3 separate regions of the Mus musculus genome follow, and regions 1 and 3 are each linked to region 2. The links are chromatin contacts, called in public ChIA-PET and promoter capture Hi-C maps. All regions are on one chromosome and are shown on one strand. The core of a region is the stretch at or near the end of the contact, and the rest is flanking DNA. Distances in the headings are between cores, read along the strand shown. Region 1 holds the start of Aurkaip1 (aurora kinase A interacting protein 1). Region 2 holds the start of AW011738 (expressed sequence AW011738). Region 3 holds the start of Ccnl2 (cyclin L2).

What was found. Promoter capture Hi-C pulls out the DNA fragments that hold promoters and counts their contacts. ChIA-PET counts read pairs in DNA pulled down with a chosen protein or histone mark.
Region 1: an RNA polymerase II ChIA-PET map of memory CD8 T cells shows a contact between it and region 2, with 103 read pairs. The contact joins the promoter of Aurkaip1 here to the promoter of AW011738 in region 2. A contact is called at or near these places in 9 of 39 promoter capture datasets (the C10 cell line, the HPC-7 cell line, HPC-7-derived erythroid cells and 6 more), 6 of 484 Hi-C or Micro-C datasets (B cells, CD4 T cells, CD8 T cells and 2 more), 13 of 115 datasets of contacts at active chromatin or transcription factors (the SCID.adh cell line, astrocytes, embryonic midbrain and 8 more) and 4 of 9 other capture datasets (adipose tissue, embryonic stem cells, liver and 1 more).
Region 3: a promoter capture Hi-C map of liver shows a contact between it and region 2, with 3 times the contacts expected there. The contact joins the promoter of Ccnl2 here to the promoter of AW011738 in region 2. A contact is called at or near these places in 13 of 39 promoter capture datasets (the 3T3-L1 cell line, the HPC-7 cell line, cranial neural crest and 8 more), 1 of 484 Hi-C or Micro-C datasets (regulatory T cells), 5 of 115 datasets of contacts at active chromatin or transcription factors (the SCID.adh cell line, effector CD8 T cells, embryonic stem cells and 1 more) and 1 of 9 other capture datasets (embryonic stem cells).

The regions. Positions count from the first base shown.
Region 1 is chr4:155,829,946-155,832,645 of GRCm38.p6, reverse strand. It overlaps Aurkaip1 (aurora kinase A interacting protein 1), which reads right to left and starts at 1,377. Exons shown (of 4, transcript NM_025338.4): 1 at 911-1,377; 2 at 576-663; 3 at 1-294. The coding sequence starts at 630.
Region 2 is chr4:156,201,847-156,204,546 of GRCm38.p6, reverse strand. AW011738 (expressed sequence AW011738) reads right to left here and starts at 1,263. Exons shown (of 1, transcript NR_030671.1): 1 at 1-1,263. It also overlaps a transcript of Perm1 not described here.
Region 3 is chr4:155,811,120-155,813,819 of GRCm38.p6, reverse strand. Ccnl2 (cyclin L2) reads right to left here and starts at 1,331. Exons shown (of 11, transcript NM_207678.1): 1 at 1,011-1,331; 2 at 578-652; 3 at 252-361. The coding sequence starts at 1,292.

The sequences.
Region 1 (2,700 bases), core at 128-2,627, 370 kb after region 2:
CTCCCTGCTGGGCTTCCTCCTCCCCCTGCCTAGGTGGACATTCGTAGAACTGGGAGGGAGCCAGAGTCACTGGGACCTCGACATTCCGTCTGGGCAATAAGTATTGAGCAGTCAGCCAGCTCTCTAGAGGACTGATGGCCATCTTCCTGGGGACCAGGAACTCCTCAAGCTCTGACTGGGTCCTCTTACCAGGGAGGGAGGCAGCCCGACTTGGGCTTGCAGGCTGCAAACTGTAAAGGGGTCGAAAAGCATAGCTGCCAATCACCCCGGAGCCAGGGCAGGAACGACTGAAACCTGGGGAAACAACACAGTTGCTACTAGTGCCATCACAGCAGATCAGAACACCACTACTACCCAGGCTAGGGCAACATGTAGACCCAAATGGTAAGGCCTGCCCCTTATCCTTCCGTCTGGAGTTGTGATGTGCTCCTACATACTACATGCAAGCTCGCAGGAAAAGGTTTGTGCCCAGGCTCTTATTCCCAGTAGCGACAGGAGACTACTGAAGGCGAGCTGGGCCGCGATGATTCCCATCCCCAAGTCAGGTGTGGATTCCGCGTCCAGGGGCGTCTTACCTGCCCAGGGAACAACAGTCCTGGCCAGCCGTGAAGTCAGGCGCGCCAGGAACATGGTGAGCAGTTGGTCCGGCGGCAGCGCTCAAAGCTAGAACACAGGAACCAGCTGAGGTCACGCAGCGGCGACGGGCAGTGCTCTCGGCCGCAGGCCTCGCATATCCCATCACCCTGGGTCCCCCTGACCCGCGATAAGGAGACATCTTCAAAAGTCGCTCTGAGCGCAAATCCTGTCCCTACTTCTCTCCACCAGCGTGGTCGCTGTAAGCCGCCCACCCACGGTTCCCGCTCAGGCAGCGAAACCCACAGCGCAGGACGATATCGACGCTCGCACGCACCAAACAGACGCAGGCCAAGCGAGCTCCGCCGCCGCTCATCATCTGAGCCCCGCAACAGGCCCACCGAATCCCGGAAGTTAGGACCGATCAGGTCGCCTCTGACCTCGACCACTTCCGGTCCCTGGTCCTACGCAGCGCCCTCTGGTGCCCGGCTCTGCGCTAACTCGATCCTTGCGTGCCCGAAGGCGATCGCTTCCGGTTGGAGGGGACGCTTCCCCTGCCGCTGTTGTCCAGCAGCAACAACGTTCCGGGTAAAAAGTGCCCACACCCGACACCCACCACAATCCCGGAGAGTGCTCTCTGCGTGCACGCGGACTTTACAGTATATATATATATATTTTTTTCCTTTCGTCTCTCCCAAGCCGGTTAGCCTCCGGGTACCGCCATGGACCGTAGGACTGCGGAAGTGACAAGTGGCGCTCCTCCTGTTAGGGCGGCAGGTCGTTTAATAGTCCTGTGGGATAGGCTGGCTGCAGAATGGGGCGCTCTGCTTCTTGAGGCCTCAGAAACTCCGCCCTGTTCCTGCTCCGCGGTCCTACCCTGCCGCTAATCTCAAGTGAAAAAAGTCCTAATTTCTTTAGTGTGCCCTGAGGAAAAAAAAATTTTTTTTAAAGATTTATTTATTTTTTATTATATATAAGTACACTGTAGCTGTCTTCAGACACTCCAGAAGAGGGAGTCAGATCTCATTACGGATGGTTGTGAGCCACCATGTGGTTGCTGGGATTTGAACTTCGGACCTTCGGAAGAGCAGTCGGGTGCTCTTACCCACTGAGCCATCTCACCAGCCCCCTGAGGAAAAATTTAAATATCCTCACACACACGTTAATTTTTATCCCAAAACTTAAAAGCAGCTTCTTCAGAATACGGCTGCTGCTTTCCTTGGCAAGAGCCTAGCAATCCACTGCACCTCAGTGTGGACCAGAAAGTCCTGCTGGCTCCGATGGACAGGGGTGCAAGACTAGGGTTCTCCTTCATTTGAGAAACTACGTATGCCTCGCATGAGGGATTTCTGTGGATTCTTAACACAAAGTGGCCAAATATCTCATTCTCAGGCATTAACCTAGCTAAAGTTACATAAACCAATAAGAGGGCAGAAATTGCAGGCTGTCGTCCCAGCTGTGTAACTGAGGTCACAAAGTGATGTTGCGTGTACCCTACCTTCGAGAGGGGATGCTGGAGATATTTGTCTTTTCTAATGATGTTTCGAGAGGGGAGGCACAATGTGCACCTGCATATGCCACAGCACACATGGAGTCATTTCTCTTCTTCCACATTTAAGGAAGTGAATTCCAGGGATCTCATTCAAGTTGTCGGGTTTATGTGGCAAGCACTTAACCACTGCGCTAGCCCAAACAGGAAGGTTTATGCATTTTAGTCTGTCTTTAGTTCAGACTCTCACCCTGGGTTTAGCCACAAAAGGCAAATGGAGTCTCTAGATTCCAGCCCTCACCTTGGTGCTCCCAGTCCTCAACATGGCCAGCTTTTATTTGATGTGTTTCTCCTTGGATTGCATAACTAAAGGTTCAAGGAGATGAATAAAAGTAAATAAATCCATCAGAGAAATGGTCATGTTCACAACAACCCGTATCGGGACAGGTCTTTGTAGAGTCAGGGACAATAAGAGAAAGGGCAAGTGGAAACAAGTTTTGGAAAGAGACCAAGCAAAGCATCCTCCTTACACAATCCCGGGAACTAGCAAGTTTCTAGTCTTCCAGGAGGTGAGTAAAGCCAACCTTGTTAAGATCCCTATACTTTCCTGGGTGGTGGTGGCCCACGCCTTTAATCCC
Region 2 (2,700 bases), core at 14-2,513:
CACATGCATACATCACAATCACACACACACACACACACACACACACACACACAGTTATTTTTTTAAATCAGGAACCCCCCCCTTCCCATACTTCTCCCCAATCACCTTACTGCACCGAGACAGCTTGGTGACTGTCACCTTCTTGGTTGCCCCCTATTGGGGTCCATATTATATCCCAGGGTAGTTGCAGACTCCAACACTAAGCAAAGCAAAGCCAACCCTGGAGTGTGAGGGGACACATCCCCATCCGTATATCCCCGACTAGAAGAAGGGCTTGGGAAACGATCTGGGTCAGGGATGCCAGAGCTAGGAAGCGGTGCTACTGAACCATATGGTTTAAAACCAAACAAATGCGCCGTGCGACTGTAAATACGCATTCTCTGGTGCAAGCCTGCAGTCGTAAGACAAGCCACACTTCACCGCGGCCACAACCTCCAGGTTCAGCTCGGGCCCAGAGACCCGGTTCTCGAGTGGGAGGAGGTACTGGAGTCAAACTTCTGCAAATGCACCACGAAGGCGGGAGGCGGGCCGGCTCCTGGTTCCAGCTGGGACAGGCAGGCGACCCCCTCACATCCTGCCAGGAAGCAGATCGTCTCGGTGAGACACTTTCTGAAAGAGCCCAGAACTTGCCCAGGGTCTCAGGCTCGGCAAAGCCATCTTGCTGAGCTCTCAGGGTTAGGATTAGGGTTAGGGAGCTGCAAGCGCGGGAATCTGTCCCTGTCCCGCACACAGCTCACCTCCACGCAGTGACCCCAGCTGTCACCGGGCCGTGTAGGCGCTGCAGATGTCTTTTACGCTCATCTCCAGGATGTCAGCTGTCCTCGGTTTTGTGAGCTTGGGAGCCGTGGAGGCGGGAACGCAGGACGGGTGGCAAGGCAGAGAGTTACCCTTCCCTCTGAATCGTGGGCTCTGAGTGAGGGCCACAGAAGGCCTGGGAACCGGGCTTCGCCCCGGCCTCCACTCACATCCTTCCTGCGCCCGCGGTCGCAGTGACGGTCGGGAGCAGAGCCAGGCTTGCACTGACGCGCGCTCGCCGCCCCTTCTCCAGCTTCCAGGACTTTTAGGTAGAGCCGCGCTTGAATCCGGTGTTCCGTTGTCCCTCGCTCGACTTTGCGGGTTTTGGCAGCGTTGCCCACTGGTCTGGGGTCCAGGTCCAGCTAGCGAGGGCTGAGACGCTCGCCCGGCTTTCCACGCTGTACCTGGCGCCCCGGTGCGCACCGCGTGGGCGAGCGCCTGCGACACCGAACCCGGAGGCCGAGCTCTGAGCGCTTAAATACGGCGGACGGGGGGGGGGGGGGGGGAGCGGCGGGGCTGTGAATCCTTCTCGACTTCAGTTCCCACACTCCTCCCAGCCAATGAAGAGCCAGCCTCCAGCCCGGCCTGCCGCCCGCCCTCTCCGGTTGTTACGCGTAGCCGATCTCCGGCTACGAAAGTGAACCCGACGACGTTGCATCCGAGAGGTCTCGGGTTAGAGTGGGCGGGGCGGGGGCTCCTGGCTCACTTAGTTTTGGAGAAGAAGCACCAGAGGGTATGGGAGGCAAGTCATGAGCACCTGGTAGGAAATCCAGAAGGATATTTCTCCAAAAACTAGAAAGCAAATCCTCAGGACTGTGAAGTCAGGACCCACTGAGGCTCCTCACACAGCCCTACCCAAGACCCGAGCAGGATCAAGACAGCCACTTGTCTCCTCAGCCGAACAGCATTTGCTCATGGGCAGCGTTGTTTCCAGCAAGGAGCCTGAAACTAACACAGAGGTCTGGGAACAAGCTTGGGTAGAAAGATGAACCAACACCAGACACCGAGACTAGAGAGGGGTCAACTGGTCCTGGTCACCTGATAAGTGACATCAACTGATATCACAGGGCAGCGGAAGGACGACTTCGTGCAGTGTAAGGATAAGGATATCAGTGGTGACAGAAACCAGATGGGATGATGTCATGGTGCCAGTGATGTATCCTGAATTACCCCACCGCTAAGTTCAGCCAAGAAGAACTCAAAAACTTAGGGCAAGTGAGGCACAGCCGCACGTGCCTTTAATGTAGCATTCAAGAGGCAGAGACAGAAAGAGCTCCGTGAGTTCGAGGCCTGCCTGGTCTACAGAGTAAGTCCCAGCACAGCCAGGGTTACATAGTGAGACCCTGTCTCAAAACACACACACACACACACCAAATTTTTTTTCCAAAGGAAAATAAGAAAAACAGGGCCATTATTATTTTAATGGTTGCTATTGTTTTCATTCTGAGTTACACTGCTATACATACAGACATTTTGTACTCAGGTTACTAAGCACAGCGTAGCCTGGCAGCTGCCTCCATTCAATGGAGGTGGCCTGAGACCACAGGAGGGGCTAGACACCCTACTGGTGGTCCTACTTCTTTAATTTTCTTTAAATATTGGGCTGGAAAGATGGCTATGTGGAAAGTGATTGAAGAAAACATTCAACATTAATCTCTGACATGTATAAGCACACATATGCATGCATATAAGCAAAATAAAGAAAGAAAGAAAATTTATATATTCAGTTCCTTCTTCTAAATTTCTAATTTCCTGCACTCACATATACACAATCCCCCCCCCCCAAATACACTGTATCCACATAATTAAAACTAAACCTTAAAAAAAAAAATCTAAGCCAGGCAGTGGTGGCACATACCTTTAATTCCAGCTCTTGGGAGGCAGAGGCAGGCAGATTTCTGAGTT
Region 3 (2,700 bases), core at 82-2,581, 390 kb after region 2:
TGAGAACCAGGGACCTGGTGCTCAGAGGTTCTCAGCAGAACCATGGAACAAACAGGACAATAGGGTGGTGAGCTGATGTGGTCATACAGGAATTGTTTCAGCAGGGCTAGGACAGCCAGCTATCCTGGTTATTGTACCCCCCTACCAACTGCCCCAAGACAGCATCTAGGGCACATGCGAACAATCTACTGTAAATTCACAGGTTGGTATTAACAATGACAGACATTAGGACAGCTCTGCAAAGGACTCACTTTTTCTCTCTCAGATGCCGAAGGCGATGGAATACATTGATGACATCCCTGATTCGTCTCGGAGCCTCTTCTATTTTGGAAGCCAGGTGAACACAAGCCATGGACACATGCTGAAATGTACATTGTGACACGGGTGTTTTTCCCCCCAACTTGAGAACCTTCCAAGGCATTAAAACTATTAGAAACAACCAGAAGATACAGAGACAGACAGGCCTCTAGGGAAAGAGCTGTGTAGACTTTGCAGGACAGAATTCAGCTAAGCACTGGGCAGAACAGGCCAGGTTTCATCCCAATTCATTTCTCCGAGAAAACAGAAAGAAGCCTACCTCCATGGAATGTTTCACGAAGGACTTAGTGTAAAAGAACCGCTGGAACAGCACCTGCCCTGTAGCCATGGCCACCTAGGGACAGAGAGGGTTCCATCACGTTTGAATGCAGGACTCACGCTTGTCCCGGCTACAATGTCTTGTGTGATTTCCCCCCAGGACAAATAGCCACGACAGTTTCCATTTCCCCCAAAGGGTTTGGGTCTCGCGAGGCTTTCTTGGGGGTAAAAGGGCTTCGGCTCCGGCGGAGGGGGAAGGGGAAGGGGAAGGGATGGCGGGTGCGGGTTATTTCAAGGCTGCGGAGCGCACAGGCTCGGACCTCGTCGCCTGGGTCCGGTGAGCTCCGGGCCGGGGGCCGGGACGACAACAAAGGCCCGGCCCTCGGCCCTCGGCCGGCGAACGGCCCCTGCAGAGCTCGCGGCCCGGCCCTTACCTGCGGCAGGCGGAGCAGGATGCCGGCTGCCTGGATGAGCTCGCAGCCCACGACGCGGAGTCCCGTCTCCGTATCGACGTCGAGGCCGCTCGACATGGACGGCGTGAAGCGGAGCTTGTCGTCGGGCAGCAGGCAGTTTTCCAAGGTGATGAGCACGCCCGAGTAGAGCCTGTCGCCGATCAGCACCCCCTGAGACCCCGGGGCCGCTCCCGCCGAGCCGGAAGAGCAGGCCGCCGACGCCGGAGCCATCAACCCCGCAGCCCCGGCCGCCGCCGCCGCCATTTTGTGCCGCCGACTCTTCTCGGGCCCTTCCCGTCAGGGCGGCTGCTCGAGACGATCGTGGCCGCCCCGCCCCGCCCCCTCCCATTGGCTGAACGTCACCGCTGTCTCGACGCCGTTGGCCGTACGACCAGTCCGTCAGTGTCGCGTCAGGCACCGACGCCGGAAGCACCCACGGGTGGGGCTGCTCGTTACCCACTTGGCTCCGCGGCCTGGCCCGAACCGGAACTCCTGCCTGGCAAAAGGGGTTCTAGAAGGGCGCCTTTCTTTGGGGGTTGGGACAGAACAACTTTTCTCCCACAGTCCCACGTGCACGACGTTACACCGCGACTTAGTTCGGAGTCTTTAGTTCTCAGCCCTCCCTTCCGTCCTCGGGCTCTGGAACAGCTGTGGGGTGGATCTGCCAGCATTAAAAGGGCAGATGTGCCTTTAATCCCAGCACTTAGGCAGGCGGATCTGTGTGGGTTCAAGGTCAGCCTTCTCTCTACAGCTAGAGTTCCAGGACAGCCATGGCTGAGAAACTTTGTCGCAAAAATAAATAAAATACTAAACAAAAAAGTGCAGATGAAGGGTCTGGAGAGATGGCTCAGCAGTTCAGAGAACTGACTGCTCTTGCAGAGGTCCTGAGTTCCAGCTACGACATCATGGCTTGCAGCCATCTATCTGTGATTGAATCTGATATCCTCTTCTCTCATTCAGGCACAAATGCAAACAGAGCACTCATATACACAATCTTTTCTTAAAGGGGACCCCCAATAATCTACTGCAGCAAATACAGGCCAAAAAAATGGCTTGGGGACCTTGAAGATCAAGGTGAAACGGCTTGTAGTAGACCCTACAGACAATATTAATATTCCTGACTCCAGTCCTGGCCTGCTTAGTTTCACCCAAAACAGTGCTGCTGCCACTACACAATAGATGTTTCCTGTCACTGCTCAGTTATCTCAAGCTTTTGATAAGATTTCAGCCAGGTTCGGTGAAACGGAAAATTGGGAGGACATGGGAGTTTAAGGAGATCCCTGTATAACTCTGATTCAGGTATGGTGAACAGCCAACAAGGTTGCCAAAAGTCAGTATTCCATAGTCCAGCTGTAGTGGGGTGATTGGATTCCACTCCTAAGCAGACCCCACAAAGATCTCATCAGTCCTCTCACTGTAATGGCCACGCTGCTACTGTCTGTCCGTCTGTCCCACCCCTAGGCTGCAGCTCTAAAGTAGGCACAATTGTCATTGCCTGGTCTGCCCATTCCCTAAGCTGAAACTGAACCAAGAATTAGAAAAGACTGTTGGCTCTAGTCACTCAACCCAGACTCTGGTTCTAGAGATGACTATTACATCCATCAGGAAGAGAAACCTATATTGGAGAGGGATGCTTGGTTACAACTCAACAGTGATTTGCAGTATCTTGTCT